2 separate regions of the Lactuca sativa genome follow, and region 2 is linked to region 1. The links are chromatin contacts, called in public Hi-C maps. All regions are on one chromosome and are shown on one strand. Each heading gives the region's core, a stretch centred on a gene start, on an enhancer-like site or on the middle of the called end of the contact. The rest is flanking DNA. Distances are from core to core; before and after follow the strand shown. Region 1 holds the start of LOC111893198 (protein EARLY FLOWERING 4-like). Region 2 holds the start of LOC111893172 (probable NAD(P)H dehydrogenase (quinone) FQR1-like 3).

The links. Hi-C and Micro-C count contacts between places; a contact is called where the count stands out from the background.
Region 2: a contact with region 1 is called in a Hi-C map of seed, with 9 times the contacts expected there. The contact joins the promoter of LOC111893172 here to the promoter of LOC111893198 in region 1. A contact is called at or near these places in 3 of 4 Hi-C or Micro-C datasets (leaf and seed).

What each region holds. Positions count from the first base shown.
Region 1 is chr8:110,361,483-110,368,067 of Lsat_Salinas_v11, reverse strand. LOC111893198 (protein EARLY FLOWERING 4-like) reads left to right here and starts at 3,055. Exons shown (of 1, transcript XM_023889266.3): 1 at 3,055-4,347. The coding sequence starts at 3,147. The coding sequence ends at 3,542.
Region 2 is chr8:110,534,072-110,540,656 of Lsat_Salinas_v11, reverse strand. It overlaps LOC111893172 (probable NAD(P)H dehydrogenase (quinone) FQR1-like 3), which reads left to right and starts at 3,126. Exons shown (of 5, transcript XM_023889236.3): 1 at 3,126-3,258; 2 at 3,590-3,623; 3 at 3,753-3,846; 4 at 3,916-4,181; 5 at 4,333-4,635. The coding sequence starts at 3,598. The coding sequence ends at 4,561. LOC111893170 (vacuolar cation/proton exchanger 1) reads right to left here. Exons shown (of 11, transcript XM_023889235.3): 5 at 6,285-6,500; 6 at 6,062-6,196; 7 at 5,797-5,913; 8 at 5,660-5,713; 9 at 5,421-5,537; 10 at 5,197-5,287; 11 at 4,805-5,086. The coding sequence ends at 5,040.

The sequences.
Region 1 (6,585 bases), core at 1,806-4,305:
TCCGCTCTTTGATGTTCGCATCAATCCTGATTCACGAAGCGAAGTCTCTCTCTCTCTCTCTCTCTCTCTCTCTCTCTCTCTCTGCTCAATCCAACATATGCCAACCCTACCTCCAGCGGTCTTTGTAACTGATTTCAAGTTCTAATTTTAGATCAATGTATAATGTCAGAATTTTATATTAGTATGTAATTTAAAATTATGAAATCTGATTCTTTTTGTATGTTACACACATACATTAGTGTTCTCATATATGTTACTGAAAGTTTGTATAATTGTGAGCTCTAATTTCTATTATGTTATTGGAAGTTTGAATAATTTCTTACTTCTAAATTTTAAGTTCTAATTTATAATTATTTGAGTTATCGGATTATACTATTTTCTTGCCAAATCTGTTATTGGAGTTCATAACATAGAAAAATAGGGTTGAAGTGATTCTAACGGTTACCCCGATTCCGACGACTTATCCAAAATCGAAATCAATGAAGAGTTTTTATGTAAAGAAGTTCCGCGATTTGACGATCTGAAGAAGAAAGGTGTGATTGATTCATACATAGATATCGAGAAAGACCATGAGTCATATGAAGACAAAGAGAACATTACCAAATATTTGATAAAGTAGTATTTGCAGTTCTTCAATCTGTTAATAAAGGTCATAAATCAAGATCCTTCACTTAAAAATAAAGGTGTTAAGTTATTTGATACAGATAATGATCATACTCTATGAATCGACGATGTTGGAAACAGTTAGAGAACGACAAATGACATCAATAACATCTTACTTGGTGTCATCTGTAGCCTGTAGTCCTAGGAGCATATTGTTATATGAGATTCAATAGAGTCAAACCCTGCTACACACACGAAAAAATGGGCATGTGCTTTTTTCTTCTTAGACATTTGAGTCGATGCATAATAATTAAGGTAAAAGTACCCACCTTTGAGTTATCTTAATGGTTCTTGAATATTTAATTTGTAGGTTACAATTGTTTTTTTATGACAAAAAATTTAAACAGTATACAAAATACAAAATTTTGAGACTTTGCATTGTGCTGGGAACTTCACTTTGCTTTGAGTATGAAAATGTTGATATATATATATATATATATATATATATATATATATATATATATATATATATATATATATATATATATATATATTGATACTTAAAAACTCATTCCTCGGCATCTTGCATTGTATTACGGGGGTGTTTGGCTTATCTTTTGAGGGGCAAAAAGTTCTTTTTGGAAAAGATAGAATGCTAAAAGATGTTTGGTAAAACCATTTTAAAAGCTACTTTTTGATTTTTTATTTAAGGAAAAGTGACTTTTTAGAAAAGTCAGGAAATGCTGTCATTTTGTAACTTTTGCCAAAAGGACTTTTGGTTCCTAAAAAAATAAGTCAAACACCCCCTACATCTTAAGAAAAGTCATGGTCGATATAAAAACCATTTATCTTCCTTTTAGTAATTTCTTATTATCACTTTCTACTATAACATTGTAATTTCAATCTATCTCTTAATATGAAATTACATTTTAATAAAATTACCTATTTATAACAAGATATCTGTTAAAATATTGATTATACGATTTGTTGGTAAAACAATTTTGATTGACATGGTTTTTTCGATTCAGTGACTAATTTTTTCAATTTTATCTTTGTTATAGATATTTTCAATAGTTTAATTGAGTTTAACATTTTAGTGTCATAAATTTCCCTGTTATGTGTACCATTTATATAACAACATACTTATATTTATTAACTGGAATATCAAAATACTTAATTTTTGACAGAAATTGAAACATGCTTATATTTATTGACAAAAACAGCAAACTACTTAACAAAATTTGAAATACAATGTTATTAACTAAATTATTATTATTATTTATAATTAAGACTATTTTATAGAATGTAGTCTATTTAACTTTATCACTCCTTATAACTCCTTATAATGTACGAGTTATAACCTAGTCATGAAAATAAAGAATATAGCAGATAGTATCTTGGCTTCAATAGAACGGGAAAGGGGGGTGTACTAAAATTGCTACTAAGAAACCCTAAAAATGAAAAAATGACAATACCGAACACAATGAGCTTGTTTAATAAATAGCATCTTTAAGCAGATATATATGATATGGATAACTTGATAAGAGACATGAACATTACAAGAGCCTTCTAGAGTTGAGTTGGATCGTTTCATGGGCTTAGCCCGTATTTGACTTTAGGCCCTATATATATCTCGATTGTTCTTGTAAATTCTACAACTATAACATTACAATATTAATATAAACTTCTCTAGTTCATTTGTTATGGTTAAGCAATTACCTCGAATGTGAGCCACAGATTAAAAGACAAAGGGTCAAAAAAGATGACAACAGAACATACGCATAAACTAATTATGATACCATATTTTTTTTATTTGGTTTATTTCCGTATACATCCAAATTGAACCTTTTCCAATGAAGAATAGGTCGGTTTATGGTGAAAATTTAACGAAGTGAATTTCTTATTAAGTTCTTCGACTAAGGGATCACTTTCTATATTGGTCTTCCAAAATTATTTTTTTCCTTTTCAGTCACTCGATTTTAAGGTTTATCATATTCATCCATCTCTATATTCGTCGAGGTGAATTAGCCCCCATCATTAAAAAGTTTAAAATAGACGCATCAAATTGATTTTTAATCTCTTCAGTCCTTTCCAAACTCAAATATTTATCATCATGTTTCATCCTTACTCAAATTTAAATTTTTTAAAACGTTTAGGGAAAACCCTGTGAGTTTGAGAAAGTATAGGGACTAATTTTGTAAACATAATATTTTAAAGATATTTTTGCGTTACCGTATAAGTTAGCCAATCACAGAACCCATTAAGATCTATACGATCTTTTCGACAAGGAAAACTAACTGCCTGTCATTTTCGTATCTCACAACGAAATCTTCACCATTAATTATGTTAAATCTGATGGTTGATATTTACTCTCATCTCACAAAGCATAACATATCCGTCAGTTTATCAGAAAGTGCACGAAATAAATAAAAAAATACCGCCTTTTCGACAGTCGGTTGTTCTTTACCATTGACGATCGTTCTCATTTGCGATATAATTCAAACTGTGTGTGTGTGTGTTTGGGTGTTGGTGTGTGAGGAGAAATGGACTCCTCATCGGCGGTAGAGGAGGCGACTTTTCAAGAGAAGCCAAAAAATTCTGTTGATAAAACATCGGTGAAGCGGTGGCTGACCGGAGCGGAGAAAGACGAAGGCGAAGAGGAGTGCGACACGGAAGCCTGGGAGACGCTGAGTAAGAGTTTTAAGGAAGCGCAATCGGTGTTAGATCAGAACCGATTGTTGATTCAACAGGTGAACGAGAATCATCAGTCGAAGATTCCTGATAATTTGGTAAAAAATGTCGCGTTGATTCAGGAAATTAATGGTAATATCTCAAAGGTAAGCTCTGTTTATTCGAATCTATCTGTCAATTTCGCAAGCTTTGTTCATCAGCGGCGCGTCAAGAACAAAAACGATAAGCTGGATCGCTCAGATTCGTGACTTGCGTTTTGCCTAAAAATCGTATTTCGTCGCTTAGTTTCAGTAATTCTCGATCATCTTTTAATAAAATACTTTTACGCCATCTGTGTTTACAGAATTTGCTAGTATATTTTACAAATTTGGAGTCAGTTTGAGAGTCTATTTCGATTGCTTTCATAACGTTCGTGCATGGGGTGTCTTTTGGATGACGTTTGTGGTTTTGTTGTGATTGATCGTATTTTGAAATGAAGATTTGAGTGCATAACTAGTCATACCTTCATCTTTGATGATTAAGGTAGAGTGATTGCTGCAGATTGCTAATCTTATGAGGTATTTATGTTTTGTCTTCGTTGATTTGCCCTAATTGTGTTGGAGTTCTTGTTCAGTGAATAAATACATACTTGTTTTGTGAGAGTGTTTTCCATATTGAGAAAATTTCCTCTGATGTTTCATAAAATTTAACATAATCTTGGAGTTTATGAACTAATGGTGTGGCTGTAATTGATCTTGGTTTCCATAAGTAGGTATTCTATTGCTTTTATGTGTTAATTCTTGTCTGAAAGACTGACTGATTTGACACACTGTGCTCCAAACTTCTTTCTGTCATTAAGGAGGTTGCAGGGGACCTGGATTATGATGGGGATTTTGGAACACATTGATGTCATGGATCTGAATCTGATGGTAAGATTGGTTGATTCTAGGGTTCCATGTAATCTGTGAATGTTTTGATGTTGGGATTTTTGTGTATAATGTATGAACTGCATATAAGATTCAGAATTTGTGATGACAATTTATTTGCATCATCAATCGAAAGAATTTGTGTTTATGATTGTGAGTAAATGGATACATCCACAAGTGAAATGGTCATTGATAGCTGTGTCCTAGTTCTTGAGTTATGATCTTGAAATGGTTATTGAGTTATGATCTTGAGTTATTGATAGAGTATGTAATATATAAACCTTAAAGAGTCCAAAAGTTGTCACAATCTAGCTATTGGAGCAAGTTTCATCTGTTTCCTGGTTGCAACTCGTCACATCGTGGTTTAATTTTTGTCCATTATATTGGACTAAGTCCTGTCCTTTTTATATTAGTTTGATCACATATGATAATGTGTTTGCTAGATTACTATTTTGTTGTTAATTAAGAATTAAATCATTTATACTATTAATTAACTAATAGTTAATTGTGAAATCATTTGTTAATTGATGTTATCTGAACATGTTTTCATAGTAAATTGAATTATTTTTGTTTAAGATTGTGTTGAGTGCATCACAATTAACTTTTTTTCTGAATTTTTTAAGTTGTCATGCCAAAAAAAAAACTATTTAAACTAGTTTTTTTTTTTTTTTTTTTTTTTTTTTTTGTTTTAAGTTCCAAATATTGGTTAATTATAAATAATATATATTTTTAAATATTTTTTATGTCATTTATATCTTTCAGGTAGTTTATCAGTTGTTTTTGTAATCGTTATTTTCTATCAGCTAGTTTATAAGTTAACAACTAGCTTTTAAGATAATAGCTAGTTTTTCAACTATCAGCTAGTTTTTAGTTACTACATCAAATATAGTTTAAGCCGTTTTAATATTATGATTGTTTGTGAGAGTTGTATTAAATTGTTTTCAAGAGAGGGTTTTGTAAATATTTGATTTTGATTCTATTAAATTTAATCGGTTAAGAATCTTTTATCGTGATTAGGAAAAACAAGAAGTTGTGGTTAGGCAAAAGGCTGAATTGAAATACGCTTTATGATGGTTACTAAAAAACAAATCCCAACCTTGATTGTAAGGTACAATCGTAGTTTGAGAAAATCTTTCCTTTTTTACTTATGAAATTGTCAAAAAGGAGTTCCTGTGCCACATGATGGTATCCGTTATAAATGGTAAAGTGATGGGATAAGATCGAGAAAGTATTCAAACTTTTGGCAGGGATTATCATATATGTTGTTTACCTATCAACACTTTTGTAATGACGAGTTAGTTTAACCAAATATGATATGCAAAAACTTTTGAATCCATCACTTCTGATAAAGCAGTATATGATCTCAAACATCACAAATATATACGATACAAAACTTAATTAAGTCGTTTTTATGTTAATATAAAGAACACGGTATTGTATCATGTTGTGTTCGTTTCACGTAAAAACTTGTCAAAGTAATGTTGGATCAAACAAAAACACAACATAATTGTCTTAGTTGACACTTGTAAAGTAGAAAGATGGAGTAATAATGTTTTATGGAATTTTCAAAATAATGTTATTTTCAAGTCCAAGAAGTATAAGGGAGAAACTATATATGATAGAGGTGAGCCGAAATCGAAAAACGATGATTGTGATTTGATTTAAAAAAAATAAAATACTGGTTTGATTTTGGTTTTAGAAAATGCAAAAATCGATAAAAACCAAATCGCAGCGAATTTATAAATATATTTTTTCTATACATACTATATGGATATATACGTGTTTCGTAAAGTCATATCATAAATTGCTTCTAGGTTTATTGGTTCAATGTGTTGCTTATAGACCTTGAGGTCCCGTGTTCGAGTCTAAAATTGAACCTGGAAAAAAAATTGAAAACTGAGAAACTGTTATCGGTTGGGTTAGGTTCTAATTTTCTAACAATCGATAAATCAGTTTTGGGTTCAGTTTTAGTAAACATAACTTGTCATTAAATTGGATCTCTTGGTAAATAACTTAGTTCTTGCGTCTATTCACTTTAAACTACAATTAATCATTATATATCATTAGAATTCAAATTAGAAGACTATAATGGTCGTTGATGGAGTTTTTGCCATCAACTCCGACTGTATGGTCATACCAAACGAACCCTTGTACATTTAATATATTTTGGGGAAGATTATAATAGCCGTAAAATATTGTATGCCTATACATGAGCACAATACACACACACACATTTTTGACCTTATAATATTTCTGTAAGAAAACCTTTTAAAATGAATGGTATATTTGTATGAGACATTTTGTAAACCACATCAGATGAAGGTACAAACTATACAATAAATTTTCTAGGCCATACAAATCCTTGTAGGAAAACGGGTGATAACAT
Region 2 (6,585 bases), core at 1,877-4,376, 170 kb before region 1:
AGACAGGGCTACCCTCACGAGGTCATTCTCTAAGTTTGTAATTAAAGAGACGGTTTGGTGTTATGGGAATGATAAGGCGTCGGGTCCGGACGGATTTACTTTCAAGTTTTTGAAGAAATTTTGGGAGTTGATTAAAAATGACATGATTATGTTTATGCCGAATTTTGAAGGTTCGGTATGTTGGCTAGAGGATGCAACTCTTCATTTATATCATTGATTTCGAAAAATAGAGATGCTATTACTTTGAATGATTATACGTCGGTGAATCTGATGGGTTGTCTCTATAATGTGATCTCTAAAGTTCTAGCCAATCGTGTCAAAAAATTTCTTGATAAAATTATTAGCTCGGAGCTAGCGACCTATGTTAGAGGTCAGAGTATCTTGGATGGTCCACTCTTACTTAATCAAATTGTTTCTTGGTCCAAGAAGGTAAAGAAAAGACTTTAACTTTTAAAGTAGATTTCGACAAAGCCTTTGATTCAATGAGTTGATAATTTTTGGATTCGGTCATTGATCAAATGGAGTTTGGATGAAAATGGAGGAGATGGATAAATGGATGTCTTTCATCTAGTAGAGCCTCCTTTTTTATTAACGGATCTCCTACTAAAGAATTGGATATTAAAATTGGTGTTAGGCAAGGAGACCCTTTGTCTCCGTTTCTTTCATCATCTTCATAGAAGATCTATATGTCCCTGTGGAAGCGGGGTGTGATCTTCACTATTTTTGAGGGCTTTCTCTTTAGTATAATGGTATTTCTATCTCCCATCTCATGTAATGCCAATGGTGTCACTTTGTTTGTTGAATGGTTAGGGAGATAACTTTATCAATCTTAACTGTGTGTTTCGTTGCTTCTTCCTTACATTGGGTCTAAAAGTTAATATGCATAAAAACAAGGTGTATGGTGTAGGTGTAGATAGTTTCAGGCGGAAAGGCTTGTCAGTATTCTTTGTTGTGAGCTTGCTTCATTCCCTTTATTGTACCTTGGTCTCCTGGTTGGTGCTAATATGAAACTTGCTAAAAATTAGTCTTCGGTGGTTGAGAAATTTAAAACAAAATTATTTATGTGGAAAGCGAAATCATTGTCTTTTGGTGGTAGGCTTATGCTTGTTAAATCGGTTCTTAACAACCTTTTGTTCTTTTATTTTTCTCTTTTTTTAGGCTCCAAAGAAGGTGATTAACATGTTTGAGAGTATCAAAAGGAAGTTCTTGTGCGGTGATGATGAGGATAAAAATAAAATATATTTGGTTGCTTGGGATGTTGTCATAAAATCCAAAGAAAATAGAGGTCTTGGTGTTGGGTGTCTAAATTCGACAAATTTGGCTCTATTTACCAAATAGTGGTGACCGAGGTTAAAAGTTGAGTAAAAATCCTTCTTGTTCTCTTGTATTAAGTCCATTCATAATATAAAATCAATTGATGGAGACCCGATGGCTAAAAAATCGATAAAAGGGGTGTGTCCAAGTATAGCTCAAATTAGGATGGATCTTGGAAAAATAGGTATTTCCATTTCTTCTTTATTTTAAAGGGTAGTAGGTATGAGGGACAAAACATTTTTCGGAAAGTTGCTTGATGTGGTGGTTTGACCTTAACAGAGTTGTGTTCCAATCTGTATGCTTTAAATAGAAATAAAAATTATTTGATTATAGAAAAAAAAAACATATGGTTGTTAACTTTGATTCTTGATGGCAATGGGAGTAGTCGAGGAATATTAGAAGGGGGGTGGGGCGGATAAGTGAATCAACTATTGGTGCCGATGAGTATAGTGGCTGGTTTTCAATTCAATAATAAAGGTGATAGCTGGTTTGTGACGTGGTGATTGTGATGGTAAATTCTCGATGAAAGGTTTGCAAAGGCTCATTGAAGAATCGGGCAGGAGTGATAATAACAAGTTATGTTGGGTTAATTGGATACCCTCAAGGATAAATTGCTTCATTTGAAGATTGTTGCAAAATAGAATTCCTATTTTTTCTCATTTACTCAAACGTGGAGTTGCTATCTTGTCTTCTTTGTGTCCTTTTTGCATAGTTCAGGATGAAGACATAGATTAAACTTTCTTTCCCTTCGTAGCTTTGGGCTTAGTTGGTGGGTTGGTCCTCAATTCTTCATCATCAGTCCTCTTCTTGCAGTGATTTAAGGGATATGATAAGCTCGAATGCTCTAAACAAGAGGAAGCTTAAGTTGAAGTTGTCTCTTATGCATTCAACTTTGTGGATTATATGGAAGAAGAGAAATGAAATCGTTTTTCGAAACAACATAACAATGATGATTATAGCGAATGACATTAGCATTTGCACTTTTAGTTGGATCAAACATCGAGCCAAATTGAATTATATTGATTGGTTTAGTTAGTGTATGTTTCCTATTTCAAACATTTGTTGTACTTAGACTTGAGCTTCTCGCTTAAACTTTCATTTTTTGATAATATATTTCTGCTTGCCATTCAAAAAAAAAAAATACTCAATTTTTATAGTGATCTAAGTCTAATTAAATTTCTGAAAATTTAAATAAGAAAAACGTTGAATTCTTGAACTTATTTATTTATTTAGTCTCTTTTCATTTTAGAAAAAGCAACCTCAAATCCAATGACCTTTTCGCGGATTTAGGCATTCAATCTACGATTTTAAAAAAAAATGGCAATATTGTTATATTGGTAGATTGGTCTCTTAATATAGTCATTTTAATGAATAATTTAATACATATAAAATCAAGGGCAATGGAATATGGACCATATGTCATATGTGTTGGATATGAAAACCATACGTTTTTGTATTAATTTCTCGAAACTATGATCAAAGCTGCAGAAAATTGCATACCTCATTGACTAAAATAGTAGTAATATGTTCTAAAATTAATTTATGCATTGTTTTGCAAAATATAAAAAATTTCGTAAAAATAAAGATATAAATATTTTCGTAAAAATAGTAGGCTTTTTTATTAAAATATCAAAAGGTCATTTCCTCTTGTAACTAGTTTTCGTAAAAACAGTAATTTATTCTAAAATTAAGTAATTAACACACCCCAACACACAGAAAGAAGATGCCTCTCCCAACAACCGTCTTGTGTTCGGTGAGTAAAATAATATCTTCCGGATAACAAAAGAAAAACCGGTAAGACAGAGACCCGTGCCTTGTTTGATTATCTAATCTATGGATAATATGAACTTATCGATACATACGAACCTCATCTCACCTTCTCTTATGATCACCTTCCTTTTCTTCTCAACTTGCACTTTCTTTAAGCCTTCTTCATCTTCATCTGTAAGTTTTTCTTCTCCTTCATATTTATTACTCCGCACTCCAACTATTCGATGAAATGCCTCAATCAATGATTCTTCTGTATGATGTTCTTTTAATCCCTAGATGTCCAGTTGCCTTTACTATATATAATTCAACATCTAGCTTATATATAAAGAAATCAATACTTTCATCATCGTTAATTTTATATACCCGAACTTTTCTTTTTTAAGATCAAACCCATAAATATATTTTCAAACTGGATTTGGGTTTTTTTGGAAATTTGCCAACACGGATTAATTTACAGCACTCTTTACTAAAGTCTATTGCTGTTTATCTGTTTTTATTCCTTCAGATGCAACTATGGCGATCACCAAGGTCTATATAATGTGAGTAAATTTATAGTTTTTACCTTTTCTTAAATTATGATTCATACACACACAATACATAGAGTGTTTTATTTCAAGGTTCTTGCTTTATGTGTTTGATCAATTTGAATTTTGTTAATTTTGTTCCAGTTATTACTCCCTGCATAAACATGTTGAGTACATGGCTAGAGAAATACAAAGAGGAGCAAATTCCATCGAGGGAATCGAAGCAACACTTTGGCAGGTTTATAATTTTTAGTTTTTACAAATCAATACGAAGTAAAATATTAATTTTATTTGTAACATTGTTTAGGTACCTGAAACACTTCCAAGTTTGGTATTAGAAAAGATGAAGGCTCCTCCTAAAGCAGATGATGTGCCAGTGATTAAACCAGAACAACTTACAGAAGCTGATGGATTCCTATTTGGGTTTCCTTCTCGTTTTGGTGTAATGGCAGCTCAATGTAAAGCTTTCTTTGATTCCACTAACGATCTCTTTGAAACCCAAGCACTCGCCGGAAAACCCGCCGGAATCTTTTGGAGCACCGGTTTCCATGGCGGCGGCCAAGAACTCACAGCGTAAGATAACACATTTCATTTATGCAGTCTGCAAAATAGTTATTTTTCCATCAACCTCTGAGCTGTCTGACCAGTGGGGCCAGTCTACATTGAAATTGAAACTGTCACACTGCAGTTGTTGCTGATACTGATACTGTTTACTTGGATGTAGGTTAACGGCGATAACACAATTAGCGCATCATGGGATGTTATATGTGCCACTTGGATACACATTTGGGAGTGGAATGTTTGAAATTGATGAAGTTAAGGGTGGATCGTCTTATGGTGCGGGAACTTATGCGGGTGATGGGTCGAGAAAGCCGAGTGAGTTAGAGCTCCAACAAGCTTTTTATCAAGGTAAATATGTATCAGAAATCACTAAAAAGCTTTCAAGAAACTAAAAGTTAATCCAAGTGAATAAATCTTGGTTGTAAAGATTGTGTTGTTCATGAATAAGGTTAATAATTTATGTGTATATAGCATATACATATCACAGAGATTGTAAGTTTATAACACCACAAGCCCAAAATTATAATGAAACATCCAAAGGCTGAAATTGCATATTGTGGTATTAGTAGACATCATTCAAATCCATATAAATGTCCAAAAAAAAAAAAAAAAAAAAAAAAAAAAAAAACACTAATCAAGCAACATGTGCTAAACTAGGAAAAAGAGACTACCATTTACAATTGTAAACCCATGAAATAAAGAAAATACATAAATAAAACACCAAAAATGATCCTAAAAGTTGGGTATTTCATTTTGTCAATTCTCTAAGGCCCAGCCCAACATTTAATTACTTGATAATTGATATTGATACATCACCTGTTCGGATCACAAGTAACCAAAACCGGGTTCAGATAATTTAGAGCCAACCGGTCAAATCACAGCATTTCCAACCGGTGCCAAGTTGTTATTTGATTCATCTGTACACCGAGTAACAAACAAACAAACCAAGAAAAATAAATCAATAAATTATTTATATTGATAATGTTGTTTTTAAATAATATAAAAATGAATGTAATCAAGTTGTTACCAAGGGGAACATGTTGCACAAAGAAGCATGCACCAATCACTATATAGGCAAGAGTAAGGGTCACTCCCTTCAAGTAGTGTGAACTTCCATCCTGCATTTAATTTAATCAAATTAAATCGTATTCTTTTATTGGTTAAATTATATAATAAGAGTCAAATGGTTACCAAGAAAATAATGCGAGAATTGGATATAAACGTAAAGAGAGGGGGGGCTAAGTGTCAAACCTGTAAAGCTAAGGCTGTAAGGAGAATTGACAAGGCAAGGCAACCGGTTTCAAGTAATCCAAAATCAAGACTCATTGGTATCCCCATTATCCAAGCAATGATCACACATAAAGGAACCTAATCCAATTCCATGTATAAAATGTTTAACACGTTTACATGCATTAAAAAATTGATTTTATTTTTTATTTTTTATTTTTTACATTTTAACCATTCATTTATATTTTTGGGGAAAATCTCACCACAAACATGGAGATTTGAGTTGCGGAACCCATAGCAACACCCAAAGATATGTCCTGTCACAAATTTGTAGACAATGTTAGTATCTTACATATCAGCTAGACATAGTCTAATTTGTCTATATATATTAGTATCTTACCAATTTGTTCTTGAAGGCAAATATAATAGACCCTGCATGCTCTGCTGCATTACCGACAATTGGTAGCAAAATTATGCTTATAAAGCTTACGGAAATTCCCCAAGTTTCCGATGCAGCCTGATTCAAAAAATATTAATACATTTAGTAACTGTTGGATTCAGCTGTTTCTACAATCCTTGAGCTGGCCCACAATGTCAAAATGCTCAATTCGCATTGGAATTGAAACTTTCACACTGTGATTGCTGAAAAACCTGAAGTATCGTACCTCAATTGTTCCCACGATGTACTCGGACAAGATTGATATGATTATTGTCATGGCGCATAACCATATGAATGCACTCCAAAAACCTATGGATGCAGTCTCCTTATCAAGATCTTCATTAATATCGGCACCTTCGTCCTAATTAATTTCAAAAAACTAAATATAAATATATATATATATATTTCATTTGACCTCAAAAGTCAACAAGAACATCAACTTAACAAACCTCTTGTGATTCAAAAAGTTGGGTGTGGGTTTTCAATTGAAATATAAGATATGCCACGTAAGCAATCAACATCACAATGCTACTTGCCCTTGACAAATGAAGAACCACAATGTCTTGTAATTTGGGCACATTCGAGTTATGGAAATTGAAGAGCAATGGCAAGATTTGGCAAAGTAATCCGAGCAAAAGTAGCAACGAGTTCGCGTCTGCCTGCTTCTATTGGTCGCAAAAAATACAAAAAGAAAAAAGAATATTTTTTATTTTTTAAAATGAGATTTGGAGTTTTATAATGGGAAATATA